3 separate regions of the Mus musculus genome follow, and all the other regions are linked to region 1. The links are chromatin contacts, called in public HiChIP or PLAC-seq maps. All regions are on one chromosome and are shown on one strand. Each heading gives the region's core, a stretch centred on a gene start, on an enhancer-like site or on the middle of the called end of the contact. The rest is flanking DNA. Distances are from core to core; before and after follow the strand shown.

The links. HiChIP or PLAC-seq counts read pairs in DNA pulled down with a chosen protein or histone mark.
Region 2: a FOXA1 HiChIP or PLAC-seq map of pancreatic cancer cells shows a contact between it and region 1. The contact joins two enhancer-like sites. A contact is called at or near these places in 2 of 39 promoter capture datasets (the C10 cell line and liver), 1 of 115 datasets of contacts at active chromatin or transcription factors (pancreatic cancer cells) and 1 of 9 other capture datasets (embryonic stem cells).
Region 3: a contact with region 1 is called in a FOXA1 HiChIP or PLAC-seq map of pancreatic cancer cells. The contact joins two enhancer-like sites. A contact is called at or near these places in 2 of 115 datasets of contacts at active chromatin or transcription factors (bone marrow-derived macrophages and pancreatic cancer cells).

Annotation. Positions count from the first base shown.
Region 1 is chr1:64,335,703-64,340,237 of GRCm38.p6, reverse strand. No RefSeq gene overlaps it. Among named protein-coding and RNA genes, the nearest start is that of Gm35803, 59 kb to the right of the region's middle. Within about 2 kb of position 1,832, at least 50 of the 459 cell types and tissues checked have an H3K27ac peak or open chromatin away from gene starts, as enhancers often do. A contact at or near this core is called in bone marrow-derived macrophages and pancreatic cancer cells, where this site is marked.
Region 2 is chr1:64,085,947-64,090,481 of GRCm38.p6, reverse strand. The region is part of intron 1 of Klf7 (Kruppel-like factor 7 (ubiquitous)); the gene reads left to right. The region is part of intron 2 of Gm13748 (a long non-coding RNA gene); the gene reads right to left. Among named protein-coding and RNA genes, the nearest start is that of Gm13748, 8.9 kb to the right of the region's middle. Within about 2 kb of position 2,056, at least 186 of the 459 cell types and tissues checked have an H3K27ac peak or open chromatin away from gene starts, as enhancers often do. A contact at or near this core is called in pancreatic cancer cells, where this site is marked.
Region 3 is chr1:64,185,883-64,190,417 of GRCm38.p6, reverse strand. All of the region lies in intron 1 of Gm35880 (a long non-coding RNA gene), which reads right to left. Among named protein-coding and RNA genes, the nearest start is that of Gm35880, 67 kb to the right of the region's middle. Within about 2 kb of position 2,332, at least 100 of the 459 cell types and tissues checked have an H3K27ac peak or open chromatin away from gene starts, as enhancers often do. A contact at or near this core is called in bone marrow-derived macrophages and pancreatic cancer cells, where this site is marked.

The sequences.
Region 1 (4,535 bases), core at 583-3,082:
TAGTGCAATGGGTGCAGCACCTCCAGTGAAGAGGAAAAAGCATTAGAATAAAGTATTTTTGAGTCACGTATTTAATTTCTCTAATACTCTTCAGAAAATTTGGGCTTTTTAAAATTAATTTTATGTATTTATTTACTGTGTAAATGGCATGTATACATGAAGTGTATGTACACATGTGTGTGCATTCTTATATGTGAATGTGGGTACCCATGTGCCAAGGTATGCAAGCATGTAGAGGTCAGAGACCAACCTTAGTGCATCAGTCTTTGTTTTCTACGTTGCTTGGGACAGCATCTTTCTTGTTTGTCTGCTGTGTATGCCAGGCTAGTGGCTGGTGAGTTTCTGGCTCTGCCTTCCATCTCCCCTAATGTAGCACTGGGATAAAAATACTGATGCTCTGAACATTGCATGGGTCCCAGGGATCCACAGTCAGGTCCCCACATTTCCATGGCCGGTGCTTCCACACAGGCCATCTCTCTCAAGCCTCAGAAGACTTTGTGTTTCAGATTAGCTTTGGACTTACAGGATAATGAGAAGATGGTTCCCTGTCTCTAGTCTCCAGTTACTGATTTCTCTGTCGTTAACACTTTACCATTAGTGTGGCACATTTGTTAACATTACTGGAGCAATGCTGTGTATTATTAACATCCAGTAATTCAGACTTCCGTAGTTTCTATTTCAGACCTTCTTTGTATTCTAGGCTCTTCTCCTGGGGACTTGTGTATCTCTGTTACAGTTGTTCTCAATAGGTCTGGTTTCTGCTTGGCTGGGGCAGTTACTCAGGCTTTCCTTATTGTTTGTGACCTTGCCAATTTTAAGGGCACTAGTGAGATACTTTGTAGGATAATCTTTCATGGAAATTCAATGTTTTCCTTATGATTAACCTGGAGGCTGTATGATTGGAGGAAGAACATGACAGGAAGTATCATTTTTCAGCATATCATCATCAATGGTATAGATCAAGGAATTGCCCTTTAAAGACATTTGTTTCTTAGATATTTATTTACTTATTTATTGGTCTGAAATGTAATTATGCCACAACTGAATTTGAGAGATGAAAGGCAACAAGGTTTATTCTAATCACAATGCACATAAAGGAAGTATTAGAAATGCTATTTTATTGTTGCTTTTGATGAAAACTGTCTAAAGGGCTTGCTGAACATCCCCCTACATTTCCTGGCCCAGCCCTCTCCTTTGGGCTTCTATTAGAATTTGAAGCCCATTCTTTACATACAGATTTAATTCCCATAATAAATATGTGATTCCTATAATAAACAATACATTTTTGTTCTCATTTTTCAAGAAGTAAATGGTCATAAGTTTAAATAACGTGCCTAAGATTACTCAACCAGCAAACATTGCGGTTAGAGCTTCCCACATGCCTGCTAGGATTGTCATGATAAAACCCACAAAAGAAAATGGCCTAATCCGCCCAGAGTCATTCTCTCTGAAGTCTGAAGACCGGAAGTCTCAGATCAAAGAGGTCAACCGAGTTGTTCTTCCTCTGAACGGCCTGAGAAGGGCTCTGCTGAAGGCCTTGCTCTTGGAGTGACAATTTCTTGGCCCTGGGTGCGGGACTCCATGCTCACAGGGAGTCCTGCGCATACTCGCCTCTCTTCCCTGTTCCTCATTTTAATGCTTAGGGCTTTCAGAAACACCCCCTCGGAGTTTCTCCTTAGCATTTCGCTGGGTTCTCTCAGAGGTCTAGCCCAAGATGCGAGCATCCCCAATTTCAGGCTCTCAAGTCCATGTCTTCTCTGCACCTTGCATTCTGCAAAGATTCAATCGCTCTGAATTGCTCCGCTGACTGACTTCCTTTAAAACGGCAGAGCCATTAACTCCGGTAAATTTGTTCTACTTGGGAAGGGCGGGCTGCAATCATCAGGAGTAAAAGCCGCGCGGCTTATTGGTCTGAAAAGGTGTTTAGCAGCTACAAACAAACCCTGGAATAATGGGATCAGCAGTCCTTAGGTCTCCAGATGTAAAGGGGACATTTTATTCAGCATCCATTCATTTAATCAACCAGCCATGACTGGGTGGTCTATCTAGTTCTGAAACTGAGGCTGCTGTCCTTCCTCTTAAGGCTTCCTTTAATAATTATTCTGTTATTGACACATCACTGACCCGGGCATGACTAATGGTTTAGTATTACCGAGAGACGCGGCTAAAGGCCACCTGGGAGGGGCTGTGGAGTGGAGCTACGCTGACATTTCCACTGTACAATGGTAAAGCAAATGGAAATTTTAAGGGGGCAGACCCCACTCCATCTTCACTGTAGACTCGAGTGCCATTACAATGCTGTGTAATCAAATTTCCTCCTTTTCTGAAATCTTCGTTCTGCTTATTAATTAAGTGAAATGACACAACAGGGCGAGCAAGCGAGGTCTGTGGCCCACTTAGGTGCATTGTTAGAGTAGCCGCACAGGCTTGATTACAGTCACCGCGCACAGGAGCAGGTAACTTATTGGGTAATAACACAGACCCAGGAGTGTCTTTGTGAAAGTCGAAAGAGAATGTTCAGATAAAAGAGGGAAAAAATGTTTTTTAATGAAATTTAGAAAATGGGGTCAGAGTATAATTTATGGACGATGTCTTGCCCTCCAGTATCTGTAAAGCAGCTACAACGGGGAGAGACCGCAGCTCTAGGGCTTTCTTCATTAACTAGCATGCTCCTTTCCCGTCCATCCTTCACCTTCCTCATGATTGCCTGTCTTTCTAGGCAAGGTCTCTTATCGTTTCTTGAGATACCTTTGTTTTTGCAAATGCAGGAGAACTTGCTTGTATAGAACACCAGTTAAGTCTTTTTCATTATTGTCTGTTTTCTTCTCTGTGAGATGGGAAGGTATGTTCTTGTTTTAGCCTTTTGGTTAGTGTGTTACTATTTTTTTTCTATTGCTGTGATAAAATACTATGAACAAGGCAACTAGAGAAGGAAGGGCTTGCTTGCGGTTTATGCTTGCAGAATTGGGAGGTGGAGGTGGAGCTGTTAGCTTCACGGCAGGGAGTATAGCAGCATGGAAGCAAGCAGGACACTGGAGCAGCAGCTGAGAGCCCACATCCCAGTCCACAAAATCATTTGAAACCTCAAAGCCCGCCTCCGTGACACACCTCCTCCAACAAGACCACACCTCCTGATTCTTTCTAAACCTTTCAGCCAATTGAGAACCTAGTATTCACACATGTGAGGCTATGGGGCCATCCTTATTCAAACAGCCACAGTTAGACTATAATAAACGGATATACATGTATTTTTTTTGCCTTCCTCTCCCCTCATCTTGCCTTTCTCCCCTTATTGTGGGTCCCCTTACTCCCTGAAGAATAGTCCTCTCTTCTGCTTTTATCTCACATATATTCTATTACTTGTCTAGAATTTACTTGTTCCAACATATATGTACACATATATACATATATATACACATATATACATATATATACATATATACATATATATACACATATATACATATACACACACACACATATATATATACATATATACTGCATATGAGAGAGAACATGGTGTTTGTCTTTCTGAGTCTGACATATACATGAAGCTATACCTACATACATCACTTTCCTGTGAATGTTATAATTTCACTCCTTTGTTTCAGCTATATAAAACCCTTCATTCTTTTTTTCTTTTTTTTTTTAATATTTTTTATTACGTATTTTCCTCAGTTACATTTCCAATGCTATCCCAAAAGTTCCCCATACCCTCCCCACCACTCCCCTACCCACCCATTCCCACTTTTTGGCCCTGGCGTTCCCCCGTACTGGGGCATATAAAGTTTGCAAGTCCAATGGGCCTCTCTTTCCAGTGATGGCCGACTAGGCCATCTTTTGATACATATGCAGCTAGTCAAGAGCTCCGGGGTACTGGTTAGTTTATAATGTTGCACCTACAGGGTTGCAGATCCCTTTAGCTCCTTGGAGACTTTCTCTAGCTCCTCCATTGGGGGCCCTGTGATCCATCCAATAGCTGACTGTGAGCATCCACTTCTGTGTTTGCTAGGCCCCGGCCTAGTCTCACAAGAGACAGCTATATCAGGGTCCTTTCAGCAAAATCTTGCTAGTGTATGCAATGGTGTCATCGTTTGGAGGCTAATTATGGGATGAATCCCTGGATATGGCAGTCTTTAGATGGTCCATCCTTTTGTCTCAGCTCCAAACTTTGTCTCTGTAACTCCTTCCATGGGTGATTGTTTCCAATTCTAAGAAGGGGCAAAGTGTCCACACTTTGGTCTTCATTATTCTTCAGTTTCATGTGTTGTGCAAATTGTATCTTATAAAAACCCTTCATTCTTATATAGCATATTTTCTTTATCCGTTTACTTGGCTGATTCCATGTCTTAGCTATTGAGAATAGAGAAATCACGGACATGGATGTGCAAGTGCCTCTATGGCATGTAGATTAGAGACTTGGGGTGTACGCCTAGAACTGGTGTAGCTGAGTCATATGAGGGTTCTAGCTGTGTGTGTGGAACTTCTAGGCAGGTCTTCATAGAGGCTGCATCAAGTTCACATTCCCACCAGCC
Region 2 (4,535 bases), core at 807-3,306, 250 kb after region 1:
TTCATAAAGGCATTTTGCTGCGTGCTGGGGCCTAATTGGTACATCACAGTCTATTCTCTGAACTACTGTTCTTTGTAGGGAAAGATGGGCAGTTCAACATGAAAACGGAGAGCTGAGATCAGTCTGGGACCTTGTAAACACTGAATTGCAAGTAAAATTAAGTAGTATGGAGATGGATGGATGGGGGGTATTTTGGGTTGGCTTGTTCAGGCAAGCCAAAGAAGGGCTGTCTGGGTAGGTAACAGTGAACTGAAACAAAGATTAAACAGTGCTGATGTGCAGTAACCCAGGAGCCCATGTACTGGGGAGTAGGAGGGCAGGTACAGGTACTACGGTTTGGAAAGGTACTTGGTCTTAGAATGTTGTCTGCCTAAGGAATGTAATGAATGAAAGAGAGACAGAGAGAAAGACAGGTCAGCAGGGGCCTGAGTAAAGTAGTAGGGGATGGATGGCAGGCCATTGGTGAATTACAGCAGAAGCTTGAATGGGAGCCGTTGAACATGTGGTTTTGTAGAGAAGCAAGGGAACCCCTGTGTGGGGAACACTGAGGAGAGAGGCAGAGGAAGTAAATAATGGACCAGATCCAGAGGCTGGGGGGTGGGAGGGAGACAAGAAGAGCATGGTGTCCATTTGTCCACTCTGCTATCCTTGGTGTTTTTTAGAAGCAAGAGAAAGAAAGAGGAGATGGCCAAGGGAGATGGCCTCTGTGGGTCAAAGAAATGGATTTTCCTTCCACTCCAGGAAGCAAAACTTCCTCTACTCCATGAAATAAACCTTCCTCTCAGCTTAGAGTATGAGATTTGCTCTATACTGTAAACACGTAAACTTATCCCCTGAAGCTCTGAAGTACTTACAGTTAAAGCCTGGTAAGAAATTTGAACACAGACAACCAGCCTGCCTCTTATGTTTTTCAGTGAAGAAATTTTTGAATTCATCATAGTTCTGGGCTCCAGTCTCCAGAATTGTGACCACTGATGGGTTTTCAATTTGATCAGAGTTGCTTGCTCTGTTCATTCATTCACCCACCCATTCACTCATTAAGCAAAATATATGGCAGGTCACAAGTCAGGAATGAGTCCAGTTGCCTTTGTCATGCACATACTCTAGCTAAATTTTCATTTTAGAGATTGATGAAATCAATAGCCTCAAGGAGCCAAGAAATACAAAATTGTAGCCCTCTGTTAAACCAGGATCACTGAGTGTCAGAGGCATTGGGGTTCCTGTTCAGAGGCAGGTCTCATACAGTCCCGGTCCTCCAAACCCTTTCCCTTCACCACACTATTGACATTGGGCGTCTCATGCTTTGACCCTGCCCTCCATGGTCGGGTCTTCCTTTGATCTTCCCATTGCTATTTCACGCCATCTGAGTGCCACAGACTGTGCATACACTCTAAGCTCAGCCCATCCTTCCCTTAGATGAGAATCCTGAGCTCAGAGAGGTTGAGGTTGCTCCATCATGCAGCCATTTTAAATATTTTAGGAAATTGATTTTACCGGCACACAGTTACACAAAATCACAACTGTTGCACAAGAAAAGCGGTTCAGGGCTGGCTTTCATTGTGCCCTTGGCTGCCATTTTTCCATGGTCTGAGGAAGTACAACACTCTTCCTGTACCCTGCATTGTCTGTAACGTTCCGATCCCGAGGTTCCTGGAAGCTGTATTTGAGTGTCTTCTGTGATTGTCAGCAACTAGATTGCATCTGCCACTGAGGGCCCCAGTGGGCTTTGAACCTCTTCTTCTCCGGAAATTCATGCTGTTGAGAGGGAGAGGACAACACCGTCCATGCGTGCAGTGATGCCCTGAGTCAAAGAAGTGTGTGTGTGTGTGTGTGTGTGTGTGTGTGTGTGTGTGTGTGTGTGTGTGTAGTAGAGGAAGGGCATATTTAATTAACCCAACTCAGAAGTCTGTAACAGTGTTCTAGGAGGGAGTCCGTGAGATGACTTTACTAAATAAATAAGAATCCCAGAAGCGCCAGTCAGGCTGAGCAGCAACCTGGGAGAGGAAGGGGAGATGATGTCATGGTTTCGGCATGTTCCCATCCTGACTGCTGAGAGTACCGAGGCTCATGGAGTTTGTGTAGGGTGTGTGAGTGTGTACAGGGTTAATAGGAACGGGTGGGGTGTGTACGAGTGAGCTGTAAAACAGATTAATAACCCCTTGTCAGACCTTTCCCCGTTAACTGTGTTTTTCAGTAATTTTAGTTTGAATGAGAGAGAGCTCTCTAGCCAATTAGTGTTTATTTGTTTCTTTTGGCAAGGCATGTTGGGTGGTGGGGAGAGGAATGAGATTGGTGAGTTTCAAATTTGTGTTTTGTTTTTGCATTTTGGAGGAAGTGAGTAGCATGAGTTTGGGTTTTCAATGCTGCCCCCCCTCCCTCCCCGCTTTTAAGAGGCAGGAGGCAAGACGTGGCCAGCTGGTGCCTTGAACTGACACAGGTGCAGAGGCTGTGGGGGGTGGGGAGCCAAGAATAATTACAGGTTTCTGAAGCATCAGGCCCTGCCTGACACAAGCGCTCGTCAAGAAAACTGCTCTTTATGGAAAATTAATGGTGAAGCTTAAAACCCGTCGGGCTCATTGTTGTTCTTGGGACACCATCTTGCAGAAAAGAGGTCTTTCCCCAGGTCCGTGGGCTCTGTGAGACGCCTGCCTTCCCAAACAGGAACTGCTTAGCGTTGTTACTGACTGTAATGGATTTTTTCCTTTAGGATTGTGAACTTGAGACCCCTGTGGGGTTGCATATCAGATATCTTGCAGATCAGATATTTACATTACAATCCCTAACAGTAGCAAAATTACAGTTACGAAGAAGCAACAAAATAATCCTATAGTTAGGGCCACCACAACTGGAGGAACTGTATTAAAGGGTTACAGAATTAGAAACATTGAGAACTACTGCCTTAGGGAGTCATCTTGTTTAATTTTTAGATCTATCTCTTGACAGCAGTATATAGAGAGTAATTTTCTTTGATTCTTAAGGCATGGATTTTATTATGTTCATGAGAATGAAATAATGACTAAAATTGGGACATCTATTGAGACTTGGTTTTAGGGTACTTAAGTAGCAAATAGTAATAGTATTTCCACCTGTTTGATCCTAAATGGTGGCTTGGCTGGAAGAGATGGATAGAGGAGACAAAGGATCATCTGTATGTCTAGCTGTTCGTGTGCACTAGTATCTTAATTACTCCAGAGTTGGAATTTAATTAGCTTAGTAGCTGAGGAACAGTGAGGAGCCTCCTTGAGGGCCAACTGAAGACCGGTGGACTTCAAACTGATATGTTTGGGGAGGTAGCACCCAAAAAAAACAATGAAAAACTGAGTTTTGTCTGTCCGTCTGTCTGTGCTTGGTCCATGTGGCATCCAGTTGACACTGTTACCTTGAAAATTGATGGTAAGAGCCAGGATAAGGCATTCCTATTTGGAGAAGGAGGGAAGCCTAGAACCCAGGGCCCAGCTTTGCCCAGCTTTGCCCAGCTTTGCCCTGATTGTGTGACTTCAGTGTCAAATTTGGAACAGAGTGGTTTGTAGGATTCACGTTATGTATGCATTGAAACTAAAAATCCCTCAGGAGATCAAAGGGGAATTTGAGGATGCTGTACATCGTGTATCCCAGGGGAAGTAATTTCAAAGACACTGTCCTCTTCCCGGGCCTTTAATCCCATCTCCTTCCTTCCTGGCTTCCTCAAGAAAAAATATCCAAACTAATGTTGTCTTTGTATGTTGGAAATGATTTGGGGAGGAGAAGCACTAAAGAGGTTTTGCTATAAATTTCCTAACTTTTGTTTGTTTAGAATTAATTTTCACAGCATTGTCTCTCAGAATTTACAAATTGCTAGAGGGAAATGTTTAATTTGGTTTCAGCTCTGGCAACCAGTGGATCTGAGAAAGAGTCAGGAGGAATTTCATTGGCTCTAGAACCCTGGTTGTTTTGTGGAGTTCAGCAGCTCTGACAGCAGTGTGTAATACTATTGTACCTATGGGGTATGCTACTGATGTGGGGTTTTCTTTTTTAAACCTAGTAGTTAAAACACGAAGTAAGAGATTTTTACTTGTGCTGTATTCTTGCTCACTCGAGTCTTCTAGATAGAATCCACTTCTTTCCAGCTTTCTAATGCTAATGTGCTAGTGATAAAAATCAAGAAATGGTAAAAATTGTCTTGGGACTGACTTCCTAAGATGTAGGAGGTGGATTGTACACTGGTTCATTTGCTCATTCTGCCCTGAAGGATGTTCAGTGTGACTGTGTTCTCCCTCAACCCATTTTAAAATGTTGAGGCCACAGAGTCCTGGTGCTCGGAAATCGAGGGTCTCCACAGGCGTACTGGGTTTGTCAGTGCTGGCTCTTCTCAGCCAGCCACAGAGATAAAAAGGTAGCAAATCTCACTGGTTCTTTCCCATCTTTCAACTCTGACCTAATTTCAAAAGAGTGGAACTACGTCAGCATCTTTGATCCTATCTTTTGAAGAGAGAAAACCCATCAAGTTCACACCCATATCAACCTTGATGAATCTTTTTGTTGATTTTTAGGAGTTA
Region 3 (4,535 bases), core at 1,083-3,582, 150 kb after region 1:
AAAAGCCCCCTCCCCCAATAAAAGTAAAAGGAGAATCCGGAGGAGCAAGTGCCAGCCTGCCCATTCACACTCATCTGGGGAGAGGGGTTGGAAACTGCTAATGGAGGGGCCAGCTGCTATGGAAACTCTGCCAGGCTCCAGCGAGGGGCTTTTACTTGCCACTGAAACCCTCACTCTTGGCTTCAGCTAGAGCATGACTAAAGACACCAGGGGGGCGATCCTGAAACACTGGATAGAAATAAACCCCATTCCTGGGGCGAGGCAGCTAGCTCAGTTTACTTTTTGACTTAGTCTGGAAAAACAAAACAAAACAAAACAAAACTTAAAATACAGGCAAAATCTCTCTCCCTCTTAGGACCTGAGACCTTTGAAAGTCAGACTTTGTGTGTGTGTGTGGGGGGGGGGGGGTTAAGGATTAGAAACTTCCTTCTTCCCTCCCTTGCCTTGAAAAAAATATCCAACCAATATCAGTTTTAAGTATGCAGATATGCAGTTTGTGACATTACAGAGCAAAAAAGGGAGAGAGGAAGGGATAGGAGATAGTTCATCTTCATTGTCAATTAACTTAGATTAACTTAGGAGCCTCCTCTCTGAGCATGTCCATGAGGGCATTTCCATGAAGGTTTAACTGGAGCGGGCGATACAGCCTGAACTTGGTCAGTACCATTTTATGGACTGGGGTGCTGAGCTGAATAAAAAGGAGGAAGTGAGGGAGAGAGCGTGCTGAGTGCCAGCATTCATCGCAGTCTGCTTCCTGTCCACAGCTACCCTGTGGCCAGCTGCTTCACTCTCCTGCTGCCACAGCCCAGGCAGTCCTGCCTTGCTGGACTGCACTCACAGCTGGGTGCCAAGATAAACCATCTCTCTGGCGGGGTTGGGGGTCCCGTGTACCTCTCATTTAGCCCAATAACCAAAACAGCTCAGAGATGAAGTAGCTATCTTCTTCATCTTGTGAGTCTCTATTAATGGGTTCTTTCACGGATGGACTCATACTGCTATATTCAGCCTAAGCCAAATGGTTACTATTACCAAAGTAAAGATGCTACGAGGTGTAAGTATTTCTCATTCTAGAAGAAAAAGGAGAATGTTGTCCAATGAACTACCCTTTGGGGGAAGTTTGTTCTTGAGTGACTTGGATATCTCAAAGTGAATTAAGTAGTACTGGCAGCCTATTCAACCCCTTTTGCTCTGAAATGTTTTGAGGACATATATGGGCTCAGAACAGCACATGGCATAATGTATATCATCAGTGAATTCTAGCAATTTTGATGGATATCATTATTAAATTATAAAACTCTAAAGAGTTTATAACCACAGCATCTTACAGATGGAGAAACTGAGGCAAAGGGCATCTGAAACCTCGCTAAGGTCACATCGCCAAGCCAAAAAAAAATTGATGATCCAAGCAATAGGTCGTTCTTTTATTTAGTTTACAACTAAAATACTTTGTTAACTTTCACTGAAGAAGTTAATATAAGATCATGGATTTCTCTTCCCTCCTCCCTCCCTCCCTCCCTCTCTCTCTCTACACACACACACACACACACACACACACACACACACACATACATGCACACACACATGCACACAATACACTTCTTACATAGGGAATTCATACTTAAAGCAAACATAACACATACTGAAAGCCGGACATGTGTCACACTAGAAGCATTCCAATCCCTTTGGTAGTGATGGAGTCCTTAATTACCATGTGCCACTGCTGTTAACCTCTGCAAAAAAGTCTAATTATCAGAGATTAATGAACAGAGCTTAGGCACATGTGAGGGAGTGTTGCTGAGGGGTTTTCATTTCTGCATTTCATTATCTCCATCAATACTGCTGTTCCTCATGGACATGTTACAGAATTATTATTATTATTATTATTATTATTATTATTATTGTTATCACTTTGAGCTATGTTCTGTGAAACATCAAAAACAGAGAGCCTTTGAAAGAGCTCAGGGCAAGAATTTCTTTCCAGGAAATCTTTAGGAAGTCTGTAAACCGGGTGGCTGCTGCTGGCTGTTCACTGATGAATCATGCCACGTCGGTTCATAGGGAATAAAGCTTAGACGGTCGCCAAGGAAACAGGGTGATATTTTGGAAGTATCTGAAACCACAGTAAAATTTCTAGGAAAAAAAATCAATGTCTTAGTCAAGAGTCGGGTCAATCTTATCTTTGTCAGGGTGAGTAACAGTAATGCAAACGCAGGTCCAATTCTTCATTCCTGTCTGCAGCAAAATCTAAAACCACACATGTTGGACTGGGATGTACAGAGAATGTTCTCTGTGCACAGAAGAAACAATGTTTGCTGTGTGGATCCTGAAAATTGGTCAGTAGGCTGGTCCTTGGAGCAAGGCTGTGCCCGGCGGCCATCTTTGAATATAGTCATAAGCTCTATCAGAGTGGGTGTTCTCCTGAGAATCTCAGAAATTCCAATGTCACGTTCTGTCAAGACAACAAGCTTGTAGCCAGCAAAGGGCTGTGGCCACATAGAAGCTGGGACCTCAGGAGGATCTTGGGTACAATCCACGAGACAGGTTTCATTAATAAATGATTAGATTTGCAAATCTTGTCAGTAGAGATTGCTATCACAGAATTAATGGAATAAATAAGGAAACATTTCCAATGTTGCTGGCTGGCTTTCAGAGCAGAGTGGATCTCTGCTTTTGTTGCAATTTATGGCTGCCTCTTTGATCAACTCCTGGGGAGTTCAAGGAATGATTTTTCTGCTTCCAACACCTGCTTTCAGATTTGCTTAAAAAAAAAAAAGCCCTTGACTTTTCATATCATTTTGTGCTTTCAACACAAAGGTTCCCTGGGATAATTTCAGCTAAAGATAAATACAGATAAAGTGAATAATCTGTAGTAAAGAAATCTGAATTGTGTTTTCAGACATGACCCATTTGACACCGGGTTGGGAAAGGGATTTGCTCACAATGAACACACAAAAGTGTCCACAGTGTTATTCTGGTATCTACACTATGTAGCCCAAAGTCAAAGACATCTCCTGACTCAAAAGCAAACTGAGATGCCACCCAGTGTGGATGACCCAGCAGGGGGATGAAACATATGCTCGGGATATTAGTGATGCACGGGTACTCATTTTCCTTTGTAAAAAATAACAAAGAAAAAAAAAGTCTGAGAACATTAACCATCTTTATTTCTTTTTAAGTAATGAATGCAGGAAAATATGATTATGAAGATCTAACTACATGTCCTATTGAAGGAAAATTGTCATTTCCCCTGGGCAAAGGTGAAGGATCAAGTTGCACCCGAGTATCTACTCGCCCCTCTGACTTGGTGATCAGTGTATACTGCTCAGGGATTAGAACGTTACTCACATCATGGCTACTTTCCTGTGTTTCTGAACTCAGAGGAAGACACACGCAACGGAGAAGAAGCACATATCCACATTAGAAGATTAATATGTAAATCTCAAGAGAGAGGATGAAAGACACGAGAATGACTTGGTCTGGGGAAGAAAATTAAAGCCTTGAAGTCTACCAAAGAACCAAACAGGAAAACAGCAATAGCTAAAAGACAGGGTTTCTTACTAGAATATCAGAAGTAAAAATTTCCTTCCAAATTAATTCAGCTGGGTAGATCAAACACTGTTGTCTTTTGGAGATATGGCAAAGGTGAGCAGCATCTGGGTGGATAAGAGGTCTTCTCTTGACTATCCAAACTTACTGTAGGGGAGATGAAAATAAATCCAATATTAAGGTTAGTCACATGAGCTTCTTTTATAGGCATACCATAGGAGAGAGATTTGTACTGCTGCTCAGCTCCAAGGCTAGTGAAGGGCTTGAAATTAATTTCAAGGTATCTGTTTTGGTGGTAAAGGAAGATTTTGTTGAGGGCTAAGGACTAGGCCATATTCACTGTCACTCCTTTGAATCATCGATCTATGACGGGTAGGAAAATCAAGTAACGAGAAACATCATGGCAAGACACACCTTATGTTCTTCACTATCCACTAAGTGTCACAAAGCTCACCATTTCCCTCCAGTTCTCCCACTAGGGATTTATACATATTAAATGTACATCTTCTTTGCTTTTCTTTTTATCGAAAATAGATTTTTTTCTCACATAATGGATCCTGATTATAGTTCCCGTCCCTCTACTCCCCCCAGTTCTACCTCCCTTGCCCTCCCATCTGGTTCACCCCCCTTTCTGTCTCTCACTAGAAAACAAACAGATTTCTAAGGGGGTAATAACAGAATAAGATATAATGAGATAAAAACAAAAACTAACACACTGGAAAAGCACAAAACAAGCAAGCACAAGTAAAAGAGCCCAAGAGAAGGCACAAGAATCAGAGACCCACTTTTTTCTCCCACTCAAGCATCACACAAAAGCCCTAAACTGAAAGTTATAATATGTACCCAGAGAACCAAAGAGAAAAAAATACAAATAACATTTTAAAAATAAAAAATAAGATTAAATACAAAAGCTCTGACACCATTTTGGGACAAGGAAACCCCAAAGATGCCAATGAGTTTGACCATCTACTGTGGGGCATGCAGCCCAA